2 separate regions of the Mus musculus genome follow, and region 2 is linked to region 1. The links are chromatin contacts, called in public HiChIP or PLAC-seq maps. All regions are on one chromosome and are shown on one strand. The core of a region is the stretch at or near the end of the contact, and the rest is flanking DNA. Distances in the headings are between cores, read along the strand shown. Region 1 overlaps Itpr2 (inositol 1,4,5-triphosphate receptor 2). Region 2 holds the start of Itpr2 (inositol 1,4,5-triphosphate receptor 2).

What was found. HiChIP or PLAC-seq counts read pairs in DNA pulled down with a chosen protein or histone mark.
Region 2: an H3K27ac HiChIP or PLAC-seq map of the HPC-7 cell line shows a contact between it and region 1, with 5 times the contacts expected there. The contact joins the promoter of Itpr2 here to the enhancer-like site in region 1. A contact is called at or near these places in 1 of 15 datasets of contacts at CTCF or cohesin (the NIH/3T3 cell line), 5 of 484 Hi-C or Micro-C datasets (CD8 T cells, the G1E-ER4 cell line, brain and 2 more), 7 of 115 datasets of contacts at active chromatin or transcription factors (the HPC-7 cell line, the SCID.adh cell line, double positive thymocytes and 3 more) and 1 of 9 other capture datasets (adipose tissue).

What each region holds. Positions count from the first base shown.
Region 1 is chr6:146,450,897-146,458,035 of GRCm38.p6, reverse strand. All of the region lies in intron 2 of Itpr2 (inositol 1,4,5-triphosphate receptor 2), which reads left to right. Among named protein-coding and RNA genes, the nearest start is that of Itpr2, 48 kb to the left of the region's middle. Within about 2 kb of position 2,730, at least 29 of the 459 cell types and tissues checked have an H3K27ac peak or open chromatin away from gene starts, as enhancers often do. A contact at or near this core is called in the G1E-ER4 cell line, the HPC-7 cell line, double positive thymocytes and 1 more, where this site is marked.
Region 2 is chr6:146,499,781-146,506,919 of GRCm38.p6, reverse strand. Itpr2 (inositol 1,4,5-triphosphate receptor 2) reads left to right here and starts at 4,697. Exons shown (of 57, transcript NM_019923.4): 1 at 4,697-5,133. The coding sequence starts at 5,042.

The DNA of each region.
Region 1 (7,139 bases), core at 1,481-3,980:
GGGCACATCTCGGGAGCCTTGACCAGTCAACCCCTAAGTCCTCATCCCCTAGTCATCTACCTAAGCAGTACTCTATGCACTCTTCTGGGGCCGCCCTCCCACTGTTCGGCGTGAGGACAGTGACTGCACCTTCACATAGCACATGGAGCTTCCTTACAGAAGCATCTTTCAGACATGGTGGATGGTTCTGTGTTTACCTCTGGCGGCCTGGGCAGTCTCACAGCATTCTTAATGAGGACATTTGACGCTACTGATTTGCATGGTTTTATTGGATCTTTTGGGTCAAGAGAACAGTGAGCCATTTCTGTAGGTTGCCTCAGGCCTCTGACAGGACTGGAAAAGCTAATTGTATGTGCACTGAAGAAAACATAGAAAAGCCTTTGCTAGTTCAGGTGCCCAGTTCTAGAAGGGAGCCAGGGATCACGGAGGCATGACTGTGCAGGTTGCTGCCGGTAACATGACTTTAGCAGATGTGCTGGGCCAGCTGCTCTGTCCTGCTGGAGTGCCAGCTTCCAGGGTCCAATCTGTGAAGACTTGAGCCTAATTTCCTCTTTCTCTCCTTCTTTCCCTCCCACCCTCCTTCTTTCCTTCTCTGCCTCTTTCACTATGTAGACCAGGCTGGCCCTGAATTCACAGATATCTGCCTGTCCCATCCTCATGAATGCCTATTTGTATTGAGTACTTAGAGTGAGCTTGCATGTACAGAGTCTGAAGGCAGAAAGAAGGGTAGAAGTGGGAGATGGGATTTAAGGAAAGAGTAGAGGGAGCAGTGGAGGCCTTCTACAGATGACGGGATGATGGGGGCAGCCCTCAGGACAAGAAGGCTGCAGAGGGGAACTCACTGGAGTTTTTAATTTGGGTGCTTTTCTTTTAAACCATATTTTAGTAGATATTGCTATCCCTGGCACTACAGTGAACCAAAGCAATTATTCCAATTCCTCTCAGAGCTGCGTTTGAACTTGTAGACTGTCTTAGCAGCCAGCCACCCGCTCTGGTTTTCACATCCTCCACATTCCGCAGGGGTTGTTTTTGTAAGGACTCTGACTAAAAAAAAAAAAAAAAATGTTATCACAACACCAGGTGCTTCTGATGAGTTTTATCAGATAGGCAGCGAGAGAGCAACAGTTGGGTTAAGTTCCTGAATCCAAAGACTTACATGAAGCTAGGAGAACTGGCTAAGCGTTATCAAACCAAGAGGACTCAGCTGAGAGGACAGAGGGGCTCAAGCTCTGTGAGGGCTTTATTAACCAAGAGGCCTGATAAAATTATAATGAGTTTTCAATCTTTATTTATTTTTTGAGACAGGGTCTCTTATGTTATTTTGGCTGGCTTGGAGCTTACTACGTAAATCAAGCCATACTTGAACACACAGAGGTCTGTCTGCTTCTGCCTTCCCAATGATGGGATTAAAGTGTGTGCCACCACACTTAGCCTGTAAGATTTGAGATGCCTACTATGAAATTTTAAAAGGCTAAAAAAGTTTTAGATTATATTTATTCATTTTGTGCATGTGTACACATACGCCATGGCATACATGGGGGGGGGGACAGGGGACAATTGAAGAGAGTTGGCTTTCTTCTTCCACCATGTGGGACTTGAACTCAGGGCCTCACATTTGGCAGCACCCACTGAACCATCTCCACAGCTCTTGACTGTTAAAGAAGTCTGGGGTAATCCACTGGGGACTCCTTCATACTGCAGTGAGCTGTTATTTTATTCCTTAGTAAAACCTTGCTTGCCTTCCCCACAAAAGGACCCATTTACCCATGAGCATGAATTATTACTACTACCTATGCTAGACAAGCAGCTCTGTAATTGTGAGGGATTTTCCATGTGGTTCTGATAATTTTATGTCTGGGTTTTGGATGTTTGAAACTTCAGGTATGAGGTGATGTTTTAGGCATTTCAAGCTTGGTTGACTCGAGTTGATGGAAGTTTGTTGTGAAAACACAGAGAAGGGATGGAAGCTAGAAGCCAGTTTGGTCACACTACCTGGGCCTTGTTTGAGGAGTTTGGGGCTGGTCCTCTGGATACCACAGCAACTATTAAACTCATCCCTGAAGACATGGTTATCTGCTACTTTGAACTTGGGGTACAGTCCTTTTTTGACTTTTTTTAATTGATGTTCTATCACAAAAAAGTGAGTGTTATCTTTTCATGGGTGGGGGGACACGAACAAATACCTATCCACCCCAGAGTGGGCATCAAAGAGACAATCCCACCCAAGCCCACCATAGTCAACCAATGAGTTCAGTAGGTTTACTTATAGGAGCTTGGGTGAGGAGTGTGGGTAACCACCCCCCCCCCAAAAAAAGTGCTGCACCACTGCAAAGTTCTTATTCATGGCTGCATCTGCATAGACTCACTGCTCTGAGGTGAACCATCCACCCACAGATACAGTGTTTCTTAATCTGTGGGTCACGACCCCTTGGGGGATGAATGACCCCTTTACATGGGTTGCCTAAGGTTAATATCTGCGTATCCAATATTTACATTATGATTCACAACAATAGCAAAATTACAGTTATGAAATAGCAACCAAAACAGTTTTATGGTTTGGGGGAGTTACCACAACATGAAGAACTTCATTAAAATGGTTGAAGCATTAGGAAGGTTGAGAGCCACTGCTCTAGCACCTCCTAACATCACGATACAGTCGGGAGTGGCTGTTACCTCAGGTGAGGCCCTGGGGAACCTTCTTATCCCATCCATGAGGAAACATCAACAATCAACAGGCCAGTCTTGTAGGTCATCGCAGTGCTGTGATGGCAAAGGCAGTAATTCTCAGATAATGGCACACCACAGCCAGGAGCATAGTAGGCACACAGTTATGCTCTGCACATGTGCCCATAGTGCTGAACTGTATTCATTTACAACATACACAAAAGAATTAAGAATAGAAACGTAAATGTAGCATAAATTTTCTTTCTAGAACTTTCTTTCACACTCCCCTAGAATGCACACACTGCACACACTTTTTTCAGAGCCTTATGTCATGGTGTGTGCTGTCATTGTGACTCAGCTGTTTTTGCCGTTTGGGTGATGTTAGCAGGCTGTATGGTCGTGGACAGATAACCTCATTTAGCTCACTTCTAAAGTGAGGGTAATTATATGTGTTTTGTAGACTCGCTTTGGAGGTTAAATTCAAAGAGGTGTTTAAAGTTCTTAGTATAATGTCTGGACCATTGGCTGGTCCCCTCTTCCATTTATGAGTTGCTCACTATTCTCTCAACCTCTCTTCTGTTCATTTATGACAGTGGTTCTTAACCTTCCTACCTCTGTGACCCTTTAATACAGTTCCTCATATTGCATAAATATTGCTAATTCATAACTGTAATTTTGCTACTGCTATGAATCATAATGTAAACATCGGATACGCAGGATATCTGATATGTGGCCCCTGTGAAAGGGTAGTTCAGCCCTCAGAGGGTTGTGGCCCACAGGTTGAGGAACTGCCGATTTATGGTGTCTACCTTCTGTTCTGCTGCAGGATTTTGCTTGCTGCCCTGGTTCTGTCGGCTTTCTTTAGAACTCTCAAGTGTAGACAGAGCATCTATTTATGCTTGTTGGTTGTGACAGTAGGTTCCATTTTCTCTGGAGTAATCCTGACTTTTACCTATGGTCACAATGTAGTTGTGGTTCTTGTGTCTTGGTTGTTCTTCAAGACCATCAGGTAGCATGGGCCCATGTGGAAAGGTGGGCTCTGTGTGTGATGATTCCCTCGTTGGTATTGCATGCCCAAGAGCTGGCTTCCTCCTTGGTATTGCATGCTAACCCTCTACAGATGATGTTTTAATCAGACATATTGACTATAAGAAAATGATGGGCAGGTAGGGCTGGTGAGCAAGGATCAGAGAGATGTCCAGTTTAAGAGGCAGCCATCTTTTAGATGAGGCCAGGGCAGTAGGCTTGTATAGCCAGGTTGTCTGTCTATCCAGAGCGTAAGAGTGAAAGTCAAGAATGTATTGAAATTGAATTTGGTGATCTAAGCCTCTGTTGTGAAGTTCAACCTCATGATGAATTTTTTTCCTGTGTTGAGAAAATCTTCTCTTGTTTTGGGTGGTGCTGCTGTGTGCAAGGTTAAACCATTGTTTGTAGCAATAGTTAGAAATAGGTCTTGTTCTATACGAGGCTATAGAGCAATGGTTCTCAACCCTCCTCATGCTGAAACCCTTTAAAACAGTTCCTCATGTTGAGGTGACCCCAGACTAAACCATAAAATCATTTCCATTGCTTCCTCATAACTGTAATTTTGCTACTGTTATGAATCATAATGGAAATATTTTTGGAAATAGAGATTTGCCAAAGGTATCATGACCCACAGGTTGAGAAACACTGCTCTAGAGAGAGGGGAATCATTTCTTAGTCTCTTGATGACTTACTTAAGACTCTTGTGCCTTGTCTGGTGAGCTCCCTCAAGTTATCTCCACTTTTTTCATCCTATTGAACAAAAGTCAATATTGAACAGTAGAAGTGAAGATTCTTGAGACAATGCTGATATGTGAATCATGACATCATCCTGGGGCAGATAATTTTAAATTACTCTTCTCTTTATGCAGTCATAGGAAACACAGGCTGTAATTAAGAATAGAGCATTAATGCTTTTGATATCTTCATTAAAATATTAATTTATTGTTCATGCAAGGTGTGTGTGGGGAGGGGCACGTGCATGCTACTGTGTGCATATGTGAGATGTTCTCTCGTCTCACCATGTGGGTTCTGGGGATCAAACTCAAGCCACCAGGCTCATGCTGCAAACACCTTTACCCACTGTGCCACCTCACTGGCCCATGCTTTGTTTTCTTTCCCTTTTAAATTAATCTTAATTAGCACACAACATGATAAGTTTCATTATGACAATCCCGGATGAATAGTGTACTTTGCTCATATTCAGTCACTCTAATATTTATTTTCTTCTTTAATCTGGTCTTACTGTGGCAGGCTGACCTCAAACTGCATTTCTCCTGCATCAGCCTCTTGAGTGCTAGGATAATATACATGAGTCCTATACCTGAAAGGCTTTTGGTTTTAATCCATCATTCATAACATTAGCCAGAATTGTTAACATTGAAAAAAATAACCACAAACTAGCAGATGTTAATCCCAGCATTTCTTTTTTTTTTGAGATAGCAAGACTTTTATTCCTAAAGTGAATGCAGTATTTGATTGTGCTGCCCTACAGAAGTGATCTAACCCAGCGCAGGCCAGAGACGGTTCCCTCTTGAGATTCAGGAGCCGATCCAAGCCAGTGCTTGAGCTCAGTGGTAAAGCATTTGCCCAACATGCACGGGGCCGTGGGTTCAGATCCCAGCCCGGTCTGACGGGCGGTTTGACGGCACTGCCGGACATCTTACATCACGTTACGAGCAGCAGCTTTCCGTAGAGCTTTATGGGGGTAATCCTGAGTGACTGTGGTTTTGTGGTTTTGTGGTTACGAGCAGCAGCTTTCCGTAGAGCTTTATGGGGACCCTGAGTGACTGTGGTTTTGGATTACGGTCATTTTAAGCTTTCTCACTTGAACATGTTAAAGCCAATGCTAACAAATCACAAGCTCACTGAACATAGCGTGCGTTTGGACTGCATCTCCACATTGCAGGGCAAAGAGTAACCCATAGAATGACCCACAGTATCTCAAGAGAGGCTGGGGAGCAGGCTCAGGGCTGAAGTGCTTGCTAGGTGAGTGAGGACTGGAATTCAATCGCTAGATCCCATGTCAAAAAGCGTGAGCAGGGTGTGCACTTGTAACTCTGTTGCTAGGGAGGTGGAGAAAGGCTATTCCTGGAGCTCGGTGGTCAGCTTGTCTAGCAGAATCTGCAAACCCTAGGCCAGTGTCTCAAAAATCAAAGTGTATTGTGATCAAAGAGTGACAGCTGAGGTTGACCTCCACACGCCTGTACACACATGTGCATCTGCACACATGTAAACTTAAGCAGTCAGCCTGTATACTGCTGGATAGAGGCTTCATCAGTCATACATATACATATATACATGTATACATACATACATATATACATACATACACATATACACACGTACATGTATACATATACACACATACACACATATACATATACATTACATATACATATACATGTGTGTGTTTGTCTTACAGCCAGACTCTAGTAATGAATTTAATTTCTTTTAGTTCTTCACATACATGCCAAAGGTGTGTATTAGATCCTCCTCCTTCATACTCTGTATTTGAGTTTCATCTATTTCTGTGGTTTCAGCAGTCTCTTGGCTGGTGGAGGCTGAGGGTCACCTTGTACCTGTTTTATCTGCTTTGTCATGAGTCTCATGATCCTGGTCATGTGTGTCATGATCCTGGTCATGTGTGTCATGGTCCCCAGGAACTCAGAAGCCAGATGAGCTTCTCAGTCTCCCCCGCAGTATGTCACTCATGGGTTTCTGAATCCATTAGCGGTTTTAACAACTTATAAAACCCAACTCATTCAGATACCAAGAATGGCCAGGGTGATTGTAAGTGCGGAAGGAAGGTCTGCCTCACGTGGGAAACGGAACATCCTGTGGACAGGGTTCTGCAGACAGCAGAGGAGTCATTATTTGAAAGCGTTTGTGAAAAGCTGGTGTAGAGGCATCCTCCTGAAGTTTAGGTGGGAATGATTGTCAACAAGGAATGATTGTCAACAAGTTTAGGTGGGAATGATTGTCAACAAGGAGAGAGAGAGAGAGAGAGAGAGAGAATTCCTTTGTTATAGTTTTAGAAGATTAAAGTTCAGTAGTGAGTGTTTGTGGAAGGAACAGTTCCTCTAGTTTTGAAGATGGAAGGACCTACGTTGGTAGAAGGATGGTAAGACAGTTCTTATGATGGAGTGACCTGCTGAAGACCCATTGGAAGGAATGAGTCATGGGTTTGAACAGAGAGTCTTTTGAAGAAAGGGGTAATGAAGGAATATCATGAAGGCGATGACGGGACATGGACACTCAGCAAAGGGGTGTGACTTAGAATTGCTATCAATAGGAAATATCAAATCAGTGTTGGAAGAGACTGACCCAGCAGTCTCAGAGCCAGAAGGTATAAGGGATGGGGCTGAGCTAAGTAGAGACCTTGTCCCATAAGCCATCAGTGTCCAACAGCAGGTAGGAGATGAGAAATGGAGCCTAACTTCTCATAGAAC
Region 2 (7,139 bases), core at 3,448-5,947, 47 kb before region 1:
GGTCATGTATCCTAGAGATAACAGCTGGACCTAGGTTCTTTATCCAGTCATCTAGCCTGCGTCTTCAGAGTGAGCTGAGGCCAGCTGCCCTTAAAGTTAACCCTGACGGGTGTTTAGCTATTCCTGTAGTGCTGGTTGTTTTCTGGTCTGTTGTCTGTGGTTTATTATTTGCTGTTTCTCTGTTGCCATTGGGACTTCGCTGGGTGCTGTGTTGGACACAGTGGACTCCTAAGCTCTCCGTCATGAGCTATTCCCTTCATTTTCATAGAATGTTGGATGGGGAGTTACGGTGGAGGCAGCTATGTGCAGCACATAACTACATGCTGTGTTTATTCTTCAGATTCCTTGGTTTTGAGATAGGTTTTCACACTGTAGCCCATGTGACCTTGAACTCTTGTAATTCTCCTGCTGGGTTTACAGGACACCCTGCCAGGTAATCTTTGAAGGATGTATTCAAACATCAATATGTATGTCCAAGGGGCTGGGCAGATGGCTCTGTGGTTAAGGACACTGGCTGCTCTTCCAGTGAGGGCTTGAGTTCAATTCCCAGCACCTAAATAGTGACTCACAATCATCTGTAACTCCAGTCCCAGGGGATCCAATGCCCTCCTCTGGTCTCTGTGCATGTAGTGTCCAGACATACATACAGTCAGAACATTCATACATATAAAATAAAACATTTTTTTAGAAAAGTGTATGATGTTTTAAATTCTTTCATCTGGGTGGAGCGTGAGGATCTGGTGATATGAATGAGCTGCAACTGTGTGGAGTCAGCCCTGGTGGACCCCATTCCTGGTGCAGAAGAGAGATGCACATTGCTGCACTTGTGTGTGTGTGAGCCTGCACTCGTGACTGTATATGTGTGTGCATGTGTATGTAAGCATGTGTATATGTGTGTGCATGCACGTGTGTATATGCTTATATGTGTATATGTGTGTATGTACATGTATGTGTGCACACGTGTATTTGCATGTGTATGTATGTACATTCATGTGTATATATATATGTGTATGCACATGTGTGTGCACATGTGTATGCATGTATGTATAAGCATCTGTGCATGTGTGCATATATGTATGTGTACATGTATGATTATGTGTGTATGTATGTGTATATGTGGTATATGTATATGTGCGTATGTATGTACATGCATGTGTGTATGTGCATTTATGTGCGTGTGTTAGGTGTTCAACTTTCACTCTGCTTTCATTCTGAGTCTTATGTAAAGTCCTACAGATGCACCACTGGAAAAGTCTAGTATCAGGTACTCCTAGTCAGAAAAACAGATTGATGCCAAATGTGGGCTTAAAGGTCAGGAAATAGTTTAGACAGCATTTTTGACAGAAAAATCCGAATTTCTGCTGCCTTGTGATTGGCCCTTATTTCTGGAATTTTCCCCAGGTAAATAGATTGCTTCTTATAGGCCACATTACATGAGTTCTAGCTTTGGATCGTGTACCAAAGAATGAACAAGGGTAATATTATTTGGATGACAGATGGTTGTGTTTCCCTGAGGTTAGAGTGTTCTGGGGTGCACAGGCCACCTATTGTGTAGCATTCTGACTGGAAAATTTTAACCTGATCCAACTGGGAAAATATCAGGTAAACAACAGTGAGGGATGGACTAAGAAATAAGTTAACTGTATTTTTCAAGTATAAAAATGTTACAAAAGATATCATATAGCCGAAGATTGAGGATTGTCACAATTAAAAGAACTTAGGAACATGTGAATGAACTATATGACCCTGGACAGGAATCTGTCCTGGGATGGACAACTGGCCACACTGGAATAAAGACAGCTTAGATAAAAGTTTATACCAGTATCAAATTTCTTAGACACTTGAATTTTGTTCCTTAATACTGCATGAGAGACTCGCAGTAATGACAGGTAAATCGTCATGATATTTGCTATCTACATCAAAAGATCCTGAAGATGTGTGTGTGTGTGAATATGTGTATGAGTGTGTGCATGTATGTGTAGTGTGTGTATGTATGTATGTGTGAGTGTGTGTGTTTGTGTGTGAGTGTATGTGAGCGTGTGTATGTGTGTGAGTGTGTATATGTTTGAGTGTGTAGTGTGTGTGAAGACAGCCATAAAACTTGTGATAAATTATAAATATTGATGAATGCACTGTATTATTTTGAAAAAGTCTTTCACAAATTTGAGATTATTAAAACAACAACAAAGAACAGGTAATTCCTCAGTGAGGCCTTTGCCTTTGTCAAGGTTTGCTTGAACCCCGTGTCCTGGGCCCTGCCCTTATCTACCCATGTGGTGGGTGAATCTTCATTGTCAACTTGACTACATTTGGAGTTGCCTAGGAGGCACACCCCTGGGCATGTGTGGGTGTTTTCAGAGATGATTAACTGTGGAGGGAAGACCCATTCTAAATGTGACTCTATTCTATGGGACGGGGGTCTCAGGCTGAATAAAGGGGGGGGGGTGAACAGGACAGATACCTGAGCTCATTTGTCTGTTTCCTTACAGTAGATGTAACAGCTGCCCTGGGTTCCTGCCGCCATGCCTTCCTTCAAACCCCAAGGGAAAGCAAACCTTCTCTCTTTAAGTTGCTTTTCCCAGGTGTTTCATCACTGCAACGAGAAAACTTACTAATGCACTGTCCTCTTCCAGAGTGATGACAACCCTCAGCTCAGACCTGTTGGGGTTGGTTCTAATGCTACTTGTAATTAATACAAATTTAATACACAGGAACCGGTATGTATACCTGTAAGAGACTGAAGGTTCCTGCCCCCAGTTGGCTTTGATTGGTGAAAGAAAGAGCTGCCAGCGGCCAACAGCTGGGCAGGGAGACAGAGGCGGGACTTTTAGATTTCCTGGGCAAAGGAGAATGGGAAGAAGAAGGAGGAGAGTCACCATGATGGAGAAGCAGAGAGATCAGATTAAGAGCTGCAGGAGAAAAAGCATCCAGGCATGTAAGAGTCAGAGAAGCAGCCCCAGGCAAGGGAAGGTATTGAGAGGTACCTCGGGATGATGGCGTCTTACCCTAGGTAACTGGACTCCTGTCCTGGGACTCTTGGTTTTAGGGGGCCCTACTCTGGGTTGAGGCTGGTCTCACAAGAAGCCAGAACTTGGGAACCCAGCTTGGCACGTTATCTGTTTGTCAGGAGAAACAGTCACACACCCATTTTGTTCCTGTTGGCCTGACTTTGTATAAGAAAACCTTCCAGGTTTAGGCCAGCAATTGTTGAGCATCCATTGGGCCATCTCAGAACACAACTTCCAATGCTCTGGATAGCAGATGCCTCCATCCCAGACCCATCTTGTTTCACCTAGAGATTTTATAACTCAGAGCCCATCCCTTGTTTCCCAACACCAATATGAACGTAGACAGGACAACTCCTAATGGGCACCTCTCACCTACTAAGTCACCAGATCTGTGGGCTGGTGATGTGGCTCAGTTGGTGGGAGGGAGAGGAAAAGGAAGAGAGGCATTGGAAATGAGAATACACTGCTTCTACACAAGGTGGGGTTTGTCCCACACCAAGACTCGAGACTGGCATTTCCTTTCTGTTCCTTGCTGTCTAAAACCTTTCCATCCCAGGCATCTTTGAATTGGAAGGCAAAACTCCCCTAAACTCTGATTTTGGTCAGCTGTGGTTTGATCACGGCATTCGCCTCTTCAGTATCTTCCACAGGGTAGGACCAAACATTTCTAAAACAGTACTCTAGAGGTGGACTGACACACAACAGAGGGGTTGCTCCCACTCATGTCCTGCCTCCAGTTTTATTTATTATAACCTTGTGTGTGTGTGTGTGGGGGGGGGGTTACAAAGGCTGTCACCGGTTCCTGGAGATGGAACCCAGTTACCCTCACTTGTGAGCCCTCACTGCCATCGCTGACCCACCCACTGACGGTCACCAGGGTGGTCACCATAGCAGCTGCAGCTGCTGGATCCTTTTATCCAGTCATGAACTTAAGAAAAACAGGATCCAAGAACAGCTCCACAGGAGTGTTTCCTCCTTTCCTCTTCTCTTCATTTGTGTCTTCTTCAACCCTTTCCTCCCTCTCAATTAACTTTTCCACTCAAAACATACATCCACTCAGACTCCAGCTTTTACGGTCAGGATTCTCCAGGCCTCTGCGTGGTGGTGCGAACACCACAGCGTTTCACCCACCCTACTCCCACCCCCTCCCACCCCCATCGCCTGCGGGCTCCTACTCTCAGCTGGACTGTCACCGGCGCGCCAAGTTCCAAGCAGCGTGGTTGCTCTGCGCCCTCTTCCAGTCGGCGTCCCTCAAGGCCGGTTCCATCTGAACCCTCGTGTCGGCAGTTTTCCTCCAAACCCCTCTAAGTCCCTTGCCTTTTGCAAATAGGGATTGTCTCTGCGCGCTCCGGGTCGTCCTGTCTACGCTGGCTGCACTGCACCCCTTCCCAGCCCGCATCTGGAAAGTCCTGGGTCTCTCCTGGGTCCTTGGGGTCGTCTTCCCTCCCCTCCCGGAGTCACTCCAGACTGTCGCTGCTGGTCTCGGGGCTGCCCCTCCAAGATCACCCTGAGCCAGAACCAATGCCCCCGGCTGAGTCCCCGTTACCCCCGCAGCGCCGCCCAGCGTGGCTCCCACGCCTCTGTCCTGGCCGCTTCGGGGTGGCCCGTCCCCCGAGAACTGGCCCCGCCCCGGCCCCGCTCCGCCCCTGGCCGCCCAGGCTTGATTGGCCACGCGCCCCCCTCCCCGGGGCTTCTCCCCGCCCTCTCGGTCCGTGGGCACCGCCACCTGGTCTAAAGAGTCCCCCAAGGGGACCTAGAGGCTCCGCTCAGGCCGGGAGCGAACTGTGGGGACGCAGAGGGCTCGCGGGCCAGGGAGGAGGAGCGAAGGTGTAGGACAGAACTTCGCCAGGAACAGGAAACCTACTGCTGGGCAGGGGCGGCGACGGCGGCGCGGGGCCATCGCAGTGTCCCCAGCGGTGGCCTCGCTGCCGCTCCTCGAGCAGAGCTGCTTGGACCCCTCTGACCCAGCGGGCCTGAGCTCACCCTTGCGTGCAGCGGAGACAGCAGGGACAGCCACAGGAGCGTGAAGCAGCATGTCTGACAAAATGTCCAGCTTCCTCTACATTGGGGACATCGTGTCCCTGTACGCGGAGGGCTCGGTCAATGGCTTCATCAGCACCCTGGGGTAAGCAGGACGTGCTTTGAGCAGCGCCAGCCAACTCGGGTCCCTGTCCCTCTGGCGCGCGGCTTGTCTGGGGTCTGCGCCTGGGACAGCCCCGGGTCCCCTAGGTCTCAGCGCGCAGGAAGCCGCGAGCGCTTCTCAGCAACTTCATAATCTCCAACCCGAGACACATCCGAGAAGAGGAAGTGGTTCGCACGCCCCAGACAGGCCCTGCGAGCCTGCCTTCCCTGCCTTGTTTTGATTAAAATGTGTGTTTTCTCCTCATCTTCCCTATGGCCCGTTCTCAGCGCGCGGCTGGAAAGAAGGGTGGGTTGAAGTCCCAGGCTTTGGCCATGAAAGTAGGCGATGTGCACCGCGCAAATGTGGCTTTGTCCTGCTGGAGGAGATTACCAGCCCCTCTTCGCTGAAGTAATTTCCTTTTGGCCTTGCCAAAGGAGGACTCACTCCTCAGGCTTTGCCAAAACTGGCCTCCTGGGCAGCCAGGGTTCTAGAACTCAGCTATTCTCTCTCCCTGTCCATCCCCTTCGCCCAGTGAAAGGAGTTCAGCCTACTGCAAGGCCCTTGTGATTCGAGTTTGTATATGAACTGGGGAAATACTGATGTATATCATACAGAAAAGCAGCGTGTTAGTTAGGTTAGGACCATTTCTGGTTTCTAGAAAATTCCTTCATGGTGTTCGCGCTGGTGAACAGTTAATTGCACTCTATGATATATTTTAGTGCACAGGTAGTTTTTGGTTACTTCACAGGACTTGCCTCAGACTGTCTTATCTGAGGAGATTGAGGCTGGTGACTGCTCTCAGCTGTTAGGTATTGGAGTCCTGTCCCCCGGGCTGTGAGGGAGAGAGCCTTTCTGTGACTGTGTTGCGTGCCCAGTGCCTTCTCTGGAGGACACCAGTGGCTCCACAGTTCCTGTTCTTTGTTCATTTCCCCACAGATTGTGGGAAGGAAGGTTTAATTGAATATCTTTTCCATGTTATTTGCTCCTGAGATTGAAGTGTGAAAGAAGTACTTAGTCCAAGTGTTTCTGCTTGATCCAGTTGTTTCTGAAAGAATTCACAGTCCAAGTCTAGTCTGGGTCCAGGATAGTGCTTCATTGATGAATCCTGTCAAACTTGGTAGGCATGAAAGGTGTCACCATTTAGCAGCTAAAAGGAGGGGCTCTAGAAACAGAAGGTTTGTGCTGGGATCCCCACCCTTTGGTTTGCAAACCTTATGACCCTGGGCAGGTTATGAAATCTATCTGGGCTACATCTCCTGAGTTTAAAAATGGAACTCACAGTGGTTTCTGCATAGGGGTGTGGGGAGGAAAGAGGTAAGAGAGGCAAAGTGCTTACCACGGCAAAGCCGTAATGACTACATTCATAAGTTAATTAGCTGATGCAGTAATTATCACCACCCAGACCAGGCAAGAGTTCAAGGGTCACTTGCAAGGTCGAATGTGGATAGCGTACAAAGCAAACACTGGAAGGGCTGAGGAGGTCAGCTCCACAGTAGGCATCGTTGGGACCAGGAGATGGGGACCAAGAGAAGTGACCGACTCAAGGAACAGAGGGTATTTGTGTCCAAAGCCAGGACTCTACTCCTGCCTCAGACGCCCCGCCAAGTGTGTCCTGTTCTGCTTTCAATAATAACTGTAGACACAGAAAACCAGCATGAATGGCTGTTGCTGTGGTGTGCTCGGTGGCAATCAAAAGTGCTTATTGTAGTCTGTGTTTCTCGGTGGTGATTTGATAGTGGAGTTTCCTTAGGATGTGTTTGCAGACTGTGTCATTCCCTGTTCGTGAAGTAATAATGTTAAGATGACCGCAAGGCAGAGTTCAAGTTGTAGAGTCTTGAACATGCTACCCTGGGTGGAGCTTGGCACTTTGATTGGATATTTGTTTTCTGAAATAGACTTCTCAGGGGTTCCAATAGCTTATAGAACTTCAGAGGTCATGCGTGTGATTGCCCTCACGCCCAAATCAACAGGTTTTCCAAGGCTGGTTACAGTCGTTGCTGACCCCCCTG